Regions from separate parts of the Mus musculus genome. Here region 2 is linked to region 1. A link is a contact called in public HiChIP or PLAC-seq data. All regions are on one chromosome and are shown on one strand. Each heading gives the region's core, a stretch centred on a gene start, on an enhancer-like site or on the middle of the called end of the contact. The rest is flanking DNA. Distances are from core to core; before and after follow the strand shown. Region 1 has its middle 23 kb from the start of Mex3b. Region 2 holds the start of Tlnrd1 (talin rod domain containing 1).

What was found. HiChIP or PLAC-seq counts read pairs in DNA pulled down with a chosen protein or histone mark.
Region 2: an H3K27ac HiChIP or PLAC-seq map of large pre-B cells shows a contact between it and region 1, with 3 times the contacts expected there. The contact joins the promoter of Tlnrd1 here to the enhancer-like site in region 1. A contact is called at or near these places in 1 of 39 promoter capture datasets (embryonic stem cells) and 3 of 115 datasets of contacts at active chromatin or transcription factors (astrocytes, extraembryonic endoderm stem cells and large pre-B cells).

What each region holds. Positions count from the first base shown.
Region 1 is chr7:82,886,818-82,892,924 of GRCm38.p6, reverse strand. No RefSeq gene overlaps it. Among named protein-coding and RNA genes, the nearest start is that of Mex3b, 23 kb to the right of the region's middle. Within about 2 kb of position 2,679, at least 27 of the 459 cell types and tissues checked have an H3K27ac peak or open chromatin away from gene starts, as enhancers often do.
Region 2 is chr7:83,881,653-83,887,759 of GRCm38.p6, reverse strand. It overlaps Tlnrd1 (talin rod domain containing 1), which reads left to right and starts at 3,419. Exons shown (of 1, transcript NM_030705.4): 1 at 3,419-6,107. The coding sequence starts at 4,539. The coding sequence ends at 5,627. It also overlaps a transcript of Mesd not described here.

The sequences.
Region 1 (6,107 bases), core at 1,430-3,929:
TCTCTGAAACACTCCATCTCTGCCTCCCCAAGCACTCTTTTTTTTAAATTGGGTATTTATTTCATTTACATTTCCAATGCTAACCCAAAACTCCCCTGCACGCTCCCCCACCCACTCCCCTACCCACCCAGCCCCACATCTTGGCCCTGGCGTTCCCCTGCACTGAGGCAGATAAAGTCTGCATGACCAAGGAGCCTCTTTCCACTGATGGTCGACTAGGCCATCTTCTGATTCATATGCAGCTAGAGACACGAGCGGGGGTGGGGGGTGGGGTGGATGTACTGGTTAGTTCATAATGTTGTTCCACCTATAGGATTGCAGATCCCTTCAGCTCCTTGGGTACTTTCTCTAGCTCCTCCATTGGGGGCCCTGTAATCCATCCAATAGCTGACTGTGAGCATCCACTTCTGTGTTTGCCAGGCCCCGGCATAGTCTTACAAGAGACAGCCATATCTGGGTCCTTTCAGCAAAATCTTGCTAGTGTATGCAATGGTGTCAGCGTTTGGAGGCTGATTATGGGATGGATCCCCGGATATGGCAGTCTCTAGGTGGTCCATCCTTTCGTCTCAGCTCCAAACTTTGTCTCTGTAACTCCTTCCATGGGTGTTTTGTTCCCAATTCTAAGAAGGGGCAAAGTGTCCACACTTTGGTCTTCGTTCTTCTTGAGTTTCATGCGTTTAGCAAATTGTATCTTATATCTTGGGTATTCTAAGTTTCTGGGCTAATATCCACTTATCAATGAGTACATATTGTGCGAGTTCTTTTGTGATTGGGTTACCTCACTCAGGATGATGCCCTCCAGGTCCATCCATTTGCCTAGGAATTTCATAAATTCATTCTTTTTAATAGCTGAGTAGTATTCCATTGTGTAAATGTACCACATTTTCTGTATCCATTCCTCTGTTGAGGGGCATCTGGGTTCTTTCCAGCTTCTGGCTATTATAAATAAGGCTGCTATGAACATAGTGGAGCATGTGTCCTTCTTGCCGGTTGGAACATCTTCTGGATATATGCCCAGGAGAGGTATTGCGGGATGGGGGAGCATACATCCCATAATCCTCTTGTCCATTATTTTCTGATTTTCTTGGAACCTTGTGGGAGTTTCATTGGGCCATACAATCCATATCAGACTTCACACTTAAGAGAATCCCAGCACTCAATGGAGGAGTTGTCTCCATCAGATTGGCCTGTGGGTATCTCTGTGCATGTGTCTGAGGGGCATTTTTTTCATACATGATCGATGTGGGAGGGCCCGGCCCACTGAGGGCCATGCCACCCCTGGGCAGGTAATCCTACAATGGATAAGTGGTTGACCAAGCAATAGGTAGCAAGCCAGTAGGAGTATCCCTGCAGACTCTGTTTCAGTTACTGCCTCCAGGTGCCTGCTTTGCGTTTCTTTCCTGGCTTCCCTCAAGGATTGACTGTAAGCTGCAAGCTAAAATAAACCTCCCCTCCCCTAAAAAGAGAGGCTCCCTTGCCAGCAATTGTGGCATATAGCTTTAATCCCAGACCTTAGGAGGAAAAGGCAGGCAAATCTCTTCGAGTTTAAAGCCAGTCTTATCTACTTAGTAAACTCCAGGGCTCCACAGTGAGACACTGGCCTGGTGTGGGGCAGAAGAATGAGGCTCATCAGCCCTGATGGCCTCTCTCCTAAGGAGACTGGGGCTGCTGCCTTTCCTTCTTATCTGACACTTTGTTTAAGGTCACAATCACATCTTTAAATTCTCAGCTCTGATCCTATTTCCTCATTTCATTCTTTGGTGCCAGGTTCTTCTCTTTCTATCTCTCTTGCCTGCAAGAGAGAGCTGATAAGGAGAATCCAGGTCTTAGAATCTAATCAGCAGAGATTAGGGCTTGAGCCAGTAGATAGTGGCTCCTCCTCCTACTTTGTGGTGTGCTCTTGGCTGCTGTGAGCAGACTGACTTAACAGACCCAGGATAACCTAGACTCTGCTAATTCAGAGTCTCTTCTTGCACTCACAGAAGCACCCAGCATTGCAAGATTATTCTATTAGTTCCCTTTGTTTGTTTCCTTGCTTGCTTGCTTGCTTGCTTGCTTGCTTGCTTGCTTGCTTGCTTGCTTGCTTGCTTGCTTGCTTTTTGAGACAGGGTCTCCCTACATTGTTCTGGCTTTTCTGGAATTTGCTCTGTAGATGAGGCCAGCCTTGAATTCACAGAGATCCACCACCTGCCTCTACCTCCCAAATGCTGGGATTAAAGGTGTGAGCCTCCACATCCAGCTAGCTACCTTCCAATTGCTGTGATGAAACACCATGAACAGGGCAACATAAAAAAGGAAGCATTTGATTGGGCTCACGGTTCCCAGGGGTTAAGAATCCATCATGGCAGAACAGCGGCAGCACAACAGTAAGCATCGGGCCTGTTAGCCGGAGCAGCTGCTGAGAGCTCACACATCAAACCACAAACAGGAAGCAAAGAAGCAAACTAGGAATGATGAAAGCCTTCAAACCTCGAAGTCTCCCCACCAAACCCTGTGACACAACTCCTCCGAGACCAAACTTCCTAACCATTCCCCAAACAGGTACCAGCTGGGACCAAGGGTGCCCCAGACCTATGGGAGACATCTCAGTAAAACCTCACAGCTATGGTAATTGCCTACGGTGTACTATGCAATGTGCTCTTGCATGGACACACATGAACGAGGCCCAGCGAAGCATCTCTGGAAGGCCTCCTCACCACCCCATCATACTTCTTTTGTGCCCTTCTCTGAGGGTCCAGCCCCTTCCCAGTGTCCTCCTGTATCTGTCAACTTGCCTGGGACACATGGTACACCGATTAAATGCTATTTCTGGGTATTTGTGAAAGCTCCTGGTAAGATCAGTGTTTGTTTGAGTGGAGAGAATGCAGATGGTCTTTCCCAATACAGATAGGAATTTAAAGTGGCTGGAAGCTCTGGAAGTGCTGTGTCCCTCCAGAGTTCAGATTGGGGATTCTGAAGTCACTAACGTGGTAGTGGCTCTTGAGCAGTCTCTCAGAGTCTGCTGCTTCCTTGCAGTATATCAAATTTGTACTTTCTCTTTACTTCTGAATGAACTCCACTGGTAGGAAAAGACGAGGCATGCTGGCATTAAGAGATGGGTCTCGGGGAACTGAGTCATGAGGCCTCTCCTTCAGAAACTCCAAGTCAACCCTCTTCCTCTTATACATTATCAGCAAACACACATGCCCAGGTACGTACACATGCACGCACACATACACACACACAAACTACTTGCAGCCAGGAGAGGCAGAGACAGTGGAGCATGGTGGCTGAAGGGTCAGGTGATGGTCAGGTGATAGTCAGGTGATGGTCAGGAGATGGTCAGGTGATGGTCAGGTGATGGTCAGGAGAGGTTCATGAGCCCTTTCCACTTCTGCTAGAGAGTGTTACTAGCTCCATTAATCTTCTCCATAGACATGACAGCCACTGATAACTGTAATGTTCTGTTAACTTCAGTGTCATCTCTGAAGCTCAAGATCTTCTACACCATCCCAGCATTTTTGCTTTAAGATGGTCATTGGTACATAGCTCTATGACAAGTATTAATGCTAGTGACATCCACCAGGTCCCAAAGGAACCTGGGACAAGTCTCACTCAGTGTCTATGGCTCCTCCCAGCACTTCTCACTTGCCCCCCTTCCTAAACCTCTCCAGCTCAAAGGCCAGGTATCACTTCCCTTCCCCCAGCTTCTGATTCTTGGATAAAAACAGCCATTTTGGCCATGTGCTTTATTCATTTTTCTCTCCTTGTTCTCTCTTTTGTCTCCTTGTCTCCATGTTTTCTCTCCTTTAGTCTCTTGGTTCTTCTCTTGGTTTTTGGCTCCTTTCTTGGTCCTCTTGCCTTCTCTTCTTTCTCTTTTCTTCCTCTGTCTATGTCTCTGTTTCTGTCTCTGTCTCTGTGCCCCCCCTTTCCCTCACCATCTCTCTTTCTCTCTCCACCCCCTTCTCCTCTCATGGCCCAGGCTATGCTGCTGGCTGTGTTCAGCCTGGACCCTTCTAGATGCCTCTGGCCAAACTCTTCCTTTTATCTACAATAAAGCCCTTCTCCTCAACCACACCTAGGAAAACTCGTGTCCTCATTTACATTCAGCATCCAGTTACCATACTTTTGATATCTTCTACATCACTCATATTGAGCCCACTCTCTCCTCAGGCTGTGTCCAGGTTGTACATAAGCCCGGGTGAGGTAGATGGGCCAGGCACTCTGACCTCCACCAGAGCTCTTTCCCTCCCTCTGTTCGAAAGTGTCAATAAGGCTGCAGTCTGCCAGCTTCCCACCTGCTTCTGAATCTTTTTTTCTTGCTCCTCCACATGGCTTTTCTCCAAGAAATAGTTTGCGTGTCTTATTCTACCTTGACTTACAGTTCTTATGGACTCCAAACAAACCCAGCACTTACTTAGAGTGCTCCAGTGAACTGGATGACCCATTGGCCAGCCAGAAAGAATTTTTATTTCCACCATGGGCACACTCACTGGTGCAAAGTGGCTGCCAAATTACAAAATATTGCACAGGTGTTTTCCTGGGAAGAATGTCACAGTGGGGACATTTCCCTCAGCACTCTCCTGCTGTTGTGGGGCTTTTTAGAAACTTACAGGAAGTGACGGCTCATGCAGAGCACACACCTGAGTTCCTCTGACAAACAGCAGAGGAAGAAGAGAAAGGGCTCAGGGAAGTGAATACATAGAGGTGCATATATTAAATAAGACTGGGACTTCCACCAGAGAATTGTGTTCCATGGTAGGCCCAGTACAGCCACCGTTTACCAAGGCCATCAGAAATGAAGGACACCAGAGTCAGGGATGGCCGTCTTTGGAAGGATGGGAATGGTTACACAGAAGACCCTCACAAAGGGTTGTTTGTTTACTTTTTAACGTTCCTGTGTGTTTGTGATGTTTGTACATATTCTCATATGTAAGTTCAAGTGCATGTGAGCCATGGTGCTTAAGTGGAAGTCAAAGGACAGCCTTGACGGTCCCTCCTCACCTTCCACCTTATTTGTGACAAGGTCTTTTGTTGTTCAACAGGCTAGCTAGCCTACACACTTTCTACCTCCCATCGCAGCATTGTGATTACACACACACACACACACACACACACACACACACACACACATCCTAAGTATAATGAACCCCATAAATGACTGTGTGTCCATAAATGACTGTGTGTCCATAACTGTCCACAGTGGACTGGATTCTCCAAGCTGAAGACTTGGTCATATATATAGGACTATAAATAAATTGAAAGGATTTGTTTTCTATTTATCTCAATTAGATGCAGTGAGGTCTGTCTCCATGTCTTTAGGCAAATTATGTATTTAGGGGCAAACATGACACAGGCCTATGAAGGAGAATTGAATATCATGAAAAGAGCTTCAATATGCTTGTTTATTTCAAAATGATGTGGGTGTATGTGCATGTGTGTAGCTGAAACAGGATTTCCAGCTTTCCCCTGAGTCTGACAACCTCATCAGCATTTCAATAAACCAATGTACAATTAGAAAGATTAACTAAGACTGCCTATTATTGGTTGTCACACACATTAATACTAAGAGCCAGTAGGTTTATAATCTCTTTCTAAATGTGAATACATTTCTGAAAGTTATTTATTTAATCTTTTCCAAAATTAAGTTTGGAAATAAGCTTAGGCATTTGTCAATAGGAACACAAACTAAACAGAGACTAAACTGAAAAAAAAAGGACTAAACTAAATAAATAAACCTAGGAGTAGGGGTGTAACTCAGCAAGTGGGGTGTTTAGCATCCAGGAAGCCCTGGGTTCAAGGTGAGCCCTGCATACACCAGGAAGGGTGGTGCACACCAGCAGTCTTTGTATCACCAAGGCAGAAGTAGAGGACCAGGTCATCTTTAGCTTCTTAGAAAGTTCCAGGTCATCTAGAAATACATGAGACACTAAACTAAAATACAAATGTTTGCAAACACATGTATACGATATGAATAATCAGTAGGTGAGAATAAATGCATAAAAAGGGAAGTATCTCCAGCAATGAGCACTGAAATACCAGACATAGGGAACAGCATAAAATCCATCAAATAGATGCTCAAAACGCTTTCTTATAGAGAAGCTTTATTTACACAATATGTTTGAGAC
Region 2 (6,107 bases), core at 2,170-4,669, 990 kb before region 1:
GTAAGTACTGACCACCAGGTATCATCGTGACCAGGAATGGTTAGTGTTGGCTGCCTATGGTCCCTAAGTCCTGGGATTCATATTTTTTCCCACTGGCTGGTGGAATAGGCTATGAAACGATCATCTTGTGCAAGCAGCCTTACTATGGTACCAGTGAGGCTTATAGCAATAGTAACATCATAGGATACCCTGGGAAACAATTGGAGGAAATCCTCACTCTCCTAGATACTAGAAGCTGAATACTCCAGCATTTGTGTCAGTGTCTTCACTGGGCCTGTGCACAGCTTCCTTGCTCACTATAGAAGCAACAGAGAAGATAAGAAACTGAAAGCCAAAGTCTTGCCCCAAGTGTGTTACTGGACAGGATCAGGATGTGTCAGAGGGCTAGAGAATATACCAACTATGGAGGATAGTCTTATTCCATGGTGATTCTGCACTCTAGCCAGTAAGGAGCTCTTATGTACCAACTGTGATGAATAATATAAAGGGGATGGGACCGCATCCTTCAGTTGTAAATTGTTCTTCTCCAGGAGAAGTGTTATTTGTTGTTGATGATTTTAGGCTAGGTCTCGCCTAGCCCTGGTTGCTTTAAACTCCTTACATTGGCTGGCAGATGATCTAGAATTCCTGATCCTGCTGCCTCTATCTCCCAAGTGCTAGTGTGTGACACCACACCTGGCCAAGGCCGATACTCAAGGAGAATGAACCAAGGTGTCTGCAAATGTGTAAGAAAGATCATCTGAGACCACTGTCCACCTGTGAGCACAAACATAAAACCAAGAAACCCAAGTCCAAAGTTATGATATGGCCAAGACTGCTCCTTACCAACCACTGGGTGGCACTGTATACCACAGACAGCTTGGTTGCTTGTCCACAAATTCTGGGGGTATACCATGAATGTCTAAAGTTCATACAAGTGAATATTATTTCCTATAAAAAGGACATTCTGATACGTTATCGCACTGATTAACCTCAATGACATTATGCTTAATGAAATAAGACAGACACAAAAGAACGGAGTGCTTCAAATCATCAAGTTCACGGATGAAGTTGGTAATGGCCAGAGACTAGAAGAGAGAATGGAGAGATGTTATTTCACAGGTAGTGTGTCAGGGAAGATGAAACTTTTCTGAAGGTGGATGGTGCTGGGCACAGTACCTCCCCCCTCAAAAAAAACCTCCCAACCCCCTACCCATCCAGCAGTGACAGGAAGAGCAAGGTGAGAAGGAACAGGGAGATCTTAGATTTGGTTTCCACTGCTTTGGTTTGCAGGTCACCTCGATTTCCCTAGCACTGATCAGAATGCATAATTCTGCCTAACATGACCTAAACACTTAGTATGCAGTACTTTGTTTGTTTGGTTTGGTTTTTTGAGACAGGGTTTCTCTGTGTAGCTCTGGCTGTCCTGGAACTCACTCTGTAGACCAGGCTGTCCTTGAACTCAGAAATCTGCCTGCTTCTGCCTCCCAAGTGCTGGGATTAAAGGCGTGCGCCATCACTGCCCGGCTAGTATGCAGTGGTTGATCTGCTGTCCATTTTTGTCCTGTGCTTTTACTGAGTAAACAGTAACTGGGAGCACTTATTTGTGAACCTTCCCTTCCGGGACTCTTATCTTCACAAGCAGAGGCTGCTCTATTACAATCTATAGTGTAAGCGCAGTGCCTTGAACAAGGGCTGGCACATGGTAGACACCCAGCGTTTGAGCTGTAAGTGAACAATGGCAGGAGGTAAACAAGAAAGAACCTGGAAAGATCAGTTTAGGAAGAGTGACACTATCTGAAAAACGAAGCCTTGGTGGCAGGCACCTTTGCCTGCTGAGCTATCTTACTGGTCCCTCTCTTAGGTTCTCAGAGTTAAGGAAACTATTTTTTAGGATTCACTGCTATTCCTGGGTTACCAGGGAGGAAGTAGCCCTATAGAATTCTTGTTAAGAGAGCCATTGGTTTTACTGGCTTCAGTTTGCAGAGACAGTTGGTTCACCTAAAATCTAAAGCATCTGCAAGGGCATTTTTTTTTAATTATTATTTTTGATTATGAGTAGGGCGGCTATCCAGGTTTTTACCGGTTGTTCCTCATTAACTTATATTAATAACTTGACTCATAATTTATTCTGTAAACTATTGGGGTTTGGACGATAAATTTGAGGCCATCCAACTTATAAATAACACTTATAACTGGCTTAAAAATGTAGGACGTGGAGGTCCTACGAAGAGACAGAAGAACAAACATTTCCATTGGCTGAGCACACACTGGCAGTGCTGGGCACCAGCAGAAGACTTCAGGGCTCTTGAGAGAGTGCTTTACTGGGAGGAGGCCCAGGTGTTCCAGGAGTTTCTGGCAGACAAGGTCTGCACAAAGAAAGGGAGTGGGTGTGGCCAGTGGGTTTAGGGGACCTTCTCTTTTAGCCACTGCTGTTGTTAAGAGCCTAGGGAGTCACTTAGTCCACCTGGCCACAAAGCCCTATGGCACAGGCCTACAATCACCAACTACAGACCCTGAAGGAGGATCGCCAGAAGTTCAAAGCCTGTCTGCACAGTTAAATTAATAAATAAAAAGTACAGTAGCTCAAGGTCCTCCGTTTAATTCCTCGTTACAGGGCGGGGAGCCATCTGGGCCACCAGTTTCCCAGCCTGTAACCCAGAGATAACAGTGTTTACCTCCAGAGACTGGCTCTTTACTTAACAATGGTTGCTATTATTCCATTATATAGATGGAGTCAGGAAAGGGCGAACTGCTGATCAAGGCACATTGGAATTCTAGCCAGCTGGAACCGAGGTCACCATACACTACCTGACTACAGTAACTTGGGAGAGAAAACTTGCCCAAGGTCACACAACTCCTAAACGGCTGGGGGGGGGGGGGGTAAGACCAACCTCAGGGAGGGTCTATCACTGAGTCAAACAAGCTGTGGGGACTCAAGCGTGATCAGAGCTCCTTTTCACTGTTTCACGGAAACCCACCCACAGGAGAGGGTCCAACACAACAAAGGGCGGAGGAGGGCTTGCAAAAGTCATCGAATCTCAGAGGTGACTGGAATCCGGAGGCGGTGGGGAGATCCCGGGAGTAATGAGTGGCATCCTCCCCAAGCAAGCAAAACAGATCACCTTTTACACTAGCTCCCTCGGCAGGGAGGAAGCATCGAGTCCTGGGGCATGCTGAGAGCTTACGTAAGGCCACTAGCGGCTGCGCCCCGGTGTCCCCAGGGTATACACAGCGCCTGGGCGCGGAGCGAGGGCGGGCCTTCCCCACCACACACGCTTCCCAGCCTCTCCGGATGCAGGGACCACCGGCCCCAGGGCCGCAGCGTCGGGGCTGGGCGCGGCGTCCTCCCACGGCCCCCAGCTTCCCGGGGGAGGAGCAGCGCATCGCGCAAGCATCCGGGATCGGCGGAGGGGGCGGGAGGAAGGGCGAGAGGAGGAAGCGGGATTTAAACGAAAGGCGGTGACGCCACACAAAAGATTCCTATAGGCTCCGGGGAGGTTACGGCCGAGGTGGCGGCGGCGAGCCGGGGGCGAGGCGGACGCCAGGAGGCGAAAACTGCAACCGTGCGCGGGCAGGCGGGTGTCCCCTGGCCTGCGGTCTCCTCCCTTCCTTTCAGTTGCTCGGAGGTCGCTCGGAAGTTGCTGGTTGACAAACATGGCAGGAGTCCGGGCCCGGGTCGGCCTCCGCGACGCCGCGCTCACCTTCTGAGCCGACCACCCTGGGGCGTCGGATGCGCGGGGCCCGCGGGCTCTGCGGGGAAACACAGATGGAATCTCCACGACAGCCGGTCGCCGGCCGCAGGCCATTCAGGAGGGGAGGGCGTGCCGCCGCGGCGCCGGGCCGCGCACTCTGAACCGCCAGGCGGGAAGGCGCGGCCGCCCAGCACCCTGCGTTGCAGCCTCCCGCCCGACTGACTCCGCGCGGCCGCCACAGAGCCAGCCACGCCCTCGGCCCAGTGGCCGCCCAGCGCCCTAAGAGCCGGAGCAGGAGATGCGGCCGCGCGCCCCCGGGCGTCAGCTCCGGCCGCCGTCGCCAGCCTGTACCGTCTGGCGGGGTCGCCGCCCCTGAAGCCCACGTGCGCTGCTGAGCCGGATAGCCGCAGCGCAGCGGCTGACAGCAAAGCCTGCCGGGGCCGCCGCCCGCGCTCCTCTAGGAGCAGAGGATTTTGATTTCAAAGGAAGGAAGGAAGGAAGGACAACTCCCAGCCTCCCCGTCCCGCCCTCTCCGCTCCGGCGGCCCGGCCGGCCATGCCCAGGAAGGTGGCGACAGCCCGGCAGCGGGGACTTTTCTGGTAGGCTAGTGAAGAGGGGCGCGGACTAGGAGTCTGCCGTGCCCCGGCTCACGGTTCCCGCGAGCTACACAGCGCCCCGAAGAGCTTGCCGCGGGCTTGGGCCCGCCCTGCGACGCCCGGCCACCGGCCGCCGCCACCCGGATCTCTGTGCCCGCCGCGGTGGGTGGCATGATGGTGCGCGGAAGGCAGCGCGGCCCTGGCCAGCTGAGTCGCGGCGGCGGTGGTAGCGGGCTCCCCAGCGGCATGCCAGTGCCCCCTGGGCGCGATGGCTAGCGGCAGCGCCGGGAAGCCCACTGGCGAGGCGGCTTCTCCGGCTCCTGGGAGCGCCGTCGGCGGGGCCAGCTCGCAGCCGCGGAAGAGGCTGGTATCTATCTGTGATCACTGCAAGGGCAAGATGCAGCTGGTGGCCGACCTGCTGCTGCTGTCTAGCGAGGCGCGGCCGGTGCTCTTCGAAGGCCCCGCCTCCCCTGGCGCTGGTGCGGAGTCCTTCGAGCAGTGCCGGGACACCATCATCGCGCGCACTAAGGGGCTGTCCATCCTCACCCACGACGTGCAGAGCCAGCTCAACATGGGCCGCTTCGGAGAGGCGGGAGACAGTCTTGTGGAACTGGGCGACTTGGTGGTGTCGCTGACCGAGTGTTCTGCACATGCGGCCTACCTGGCAGCCGTGGCCACACCGGGCGCTCAACCTGCACAGCCAGGCCTTGTGGACCGCTACCGTGTGACACGCTGCCGCCACGAGGTAGAACAAGGCTGTGCTGTGCTGCGAGCCACCCCACTGGCGGACATGACCCCACAGCTGTTGCTGGAGGTGTCGCAGGGCCTGTCTCGAAACCTCAAGTTCCTGACGGATGCGTGCGCCCTGGCCAGTGACAAGTCACGGGACCGCTTCTCTCGCGAACAGTTCAAGCTGGGCGTCAAGTGCATGAGCACAAGTGCATCCGCGCTGTTAGCATGCGTACGCGAAGTGAAGGCGGCACCCAGCGAGCTGGCCCGCAGTCGTTGCGCGCTCTTCAGTGGGCCCTTGGTGCAGGCGGTGAGCGCTTTGGTGGGCTTTGCCACCGAGCCTCAATTCCTGGGTCGCGCAGCTGCCGTGAGCACTGAGGGCAAGGCGGTGCAGACCGCCATCCTGGGAGGTGCCATGAGTGTGGTGTCGGCCTGCGTGCTCTTGACCCAGTGCCTCAGGGATCTGGCGCAGCACCCAGATGGGAGCGCCAAGATGTCGGACCACAGGGAGAGGCTGAGGAACTCGGCCTGCGCCGTGTCTGAAGGCTGCACCCTGCTATCTCAGGCTTTAAGGGAAAGGTCTTCACCCAGGACTTTACCGCCAGTGAATTCCAATTCTGTGAATTAGCACTCCCCACGCTCCACCCCCACCCCAGCCCCTATACCTGTTTTCCACCCCAGGCTAAAGGAAGACACTTAACCCCTCCCCTCTCCATTTATACCAAAGAATCCATAGGTGATCCCCTCCCTCATGTTAAATGCTCAAGAGGAATTTTCCAGAAGGCAGGGCCATGCAATCATCAAGTACTCAGAGGGCCTGGGTGTCCACCAGCCCACTATAGGGACTCAGACACAGAGAAGATGGGTAGTCTGCTGGCTGCAGGGTTAACCCTACACACTCGAGCCCCTCAACTCAGTTATCAATTGGGCAGGAAAGAGGTCATGGGCTCATTTCTTCCTTCTTTTTAATTAATGAAAGGTTACCTCAGTTTTCCCTCCTTTAGACATGGATGTAGCTACCTTTTTGTATGTCGTTATTTTTGTTGAATTAGAGTATACATGGTGTGAAAAAGAGTATGACTTTGCCATATGATTTGCAAGTGGGGGG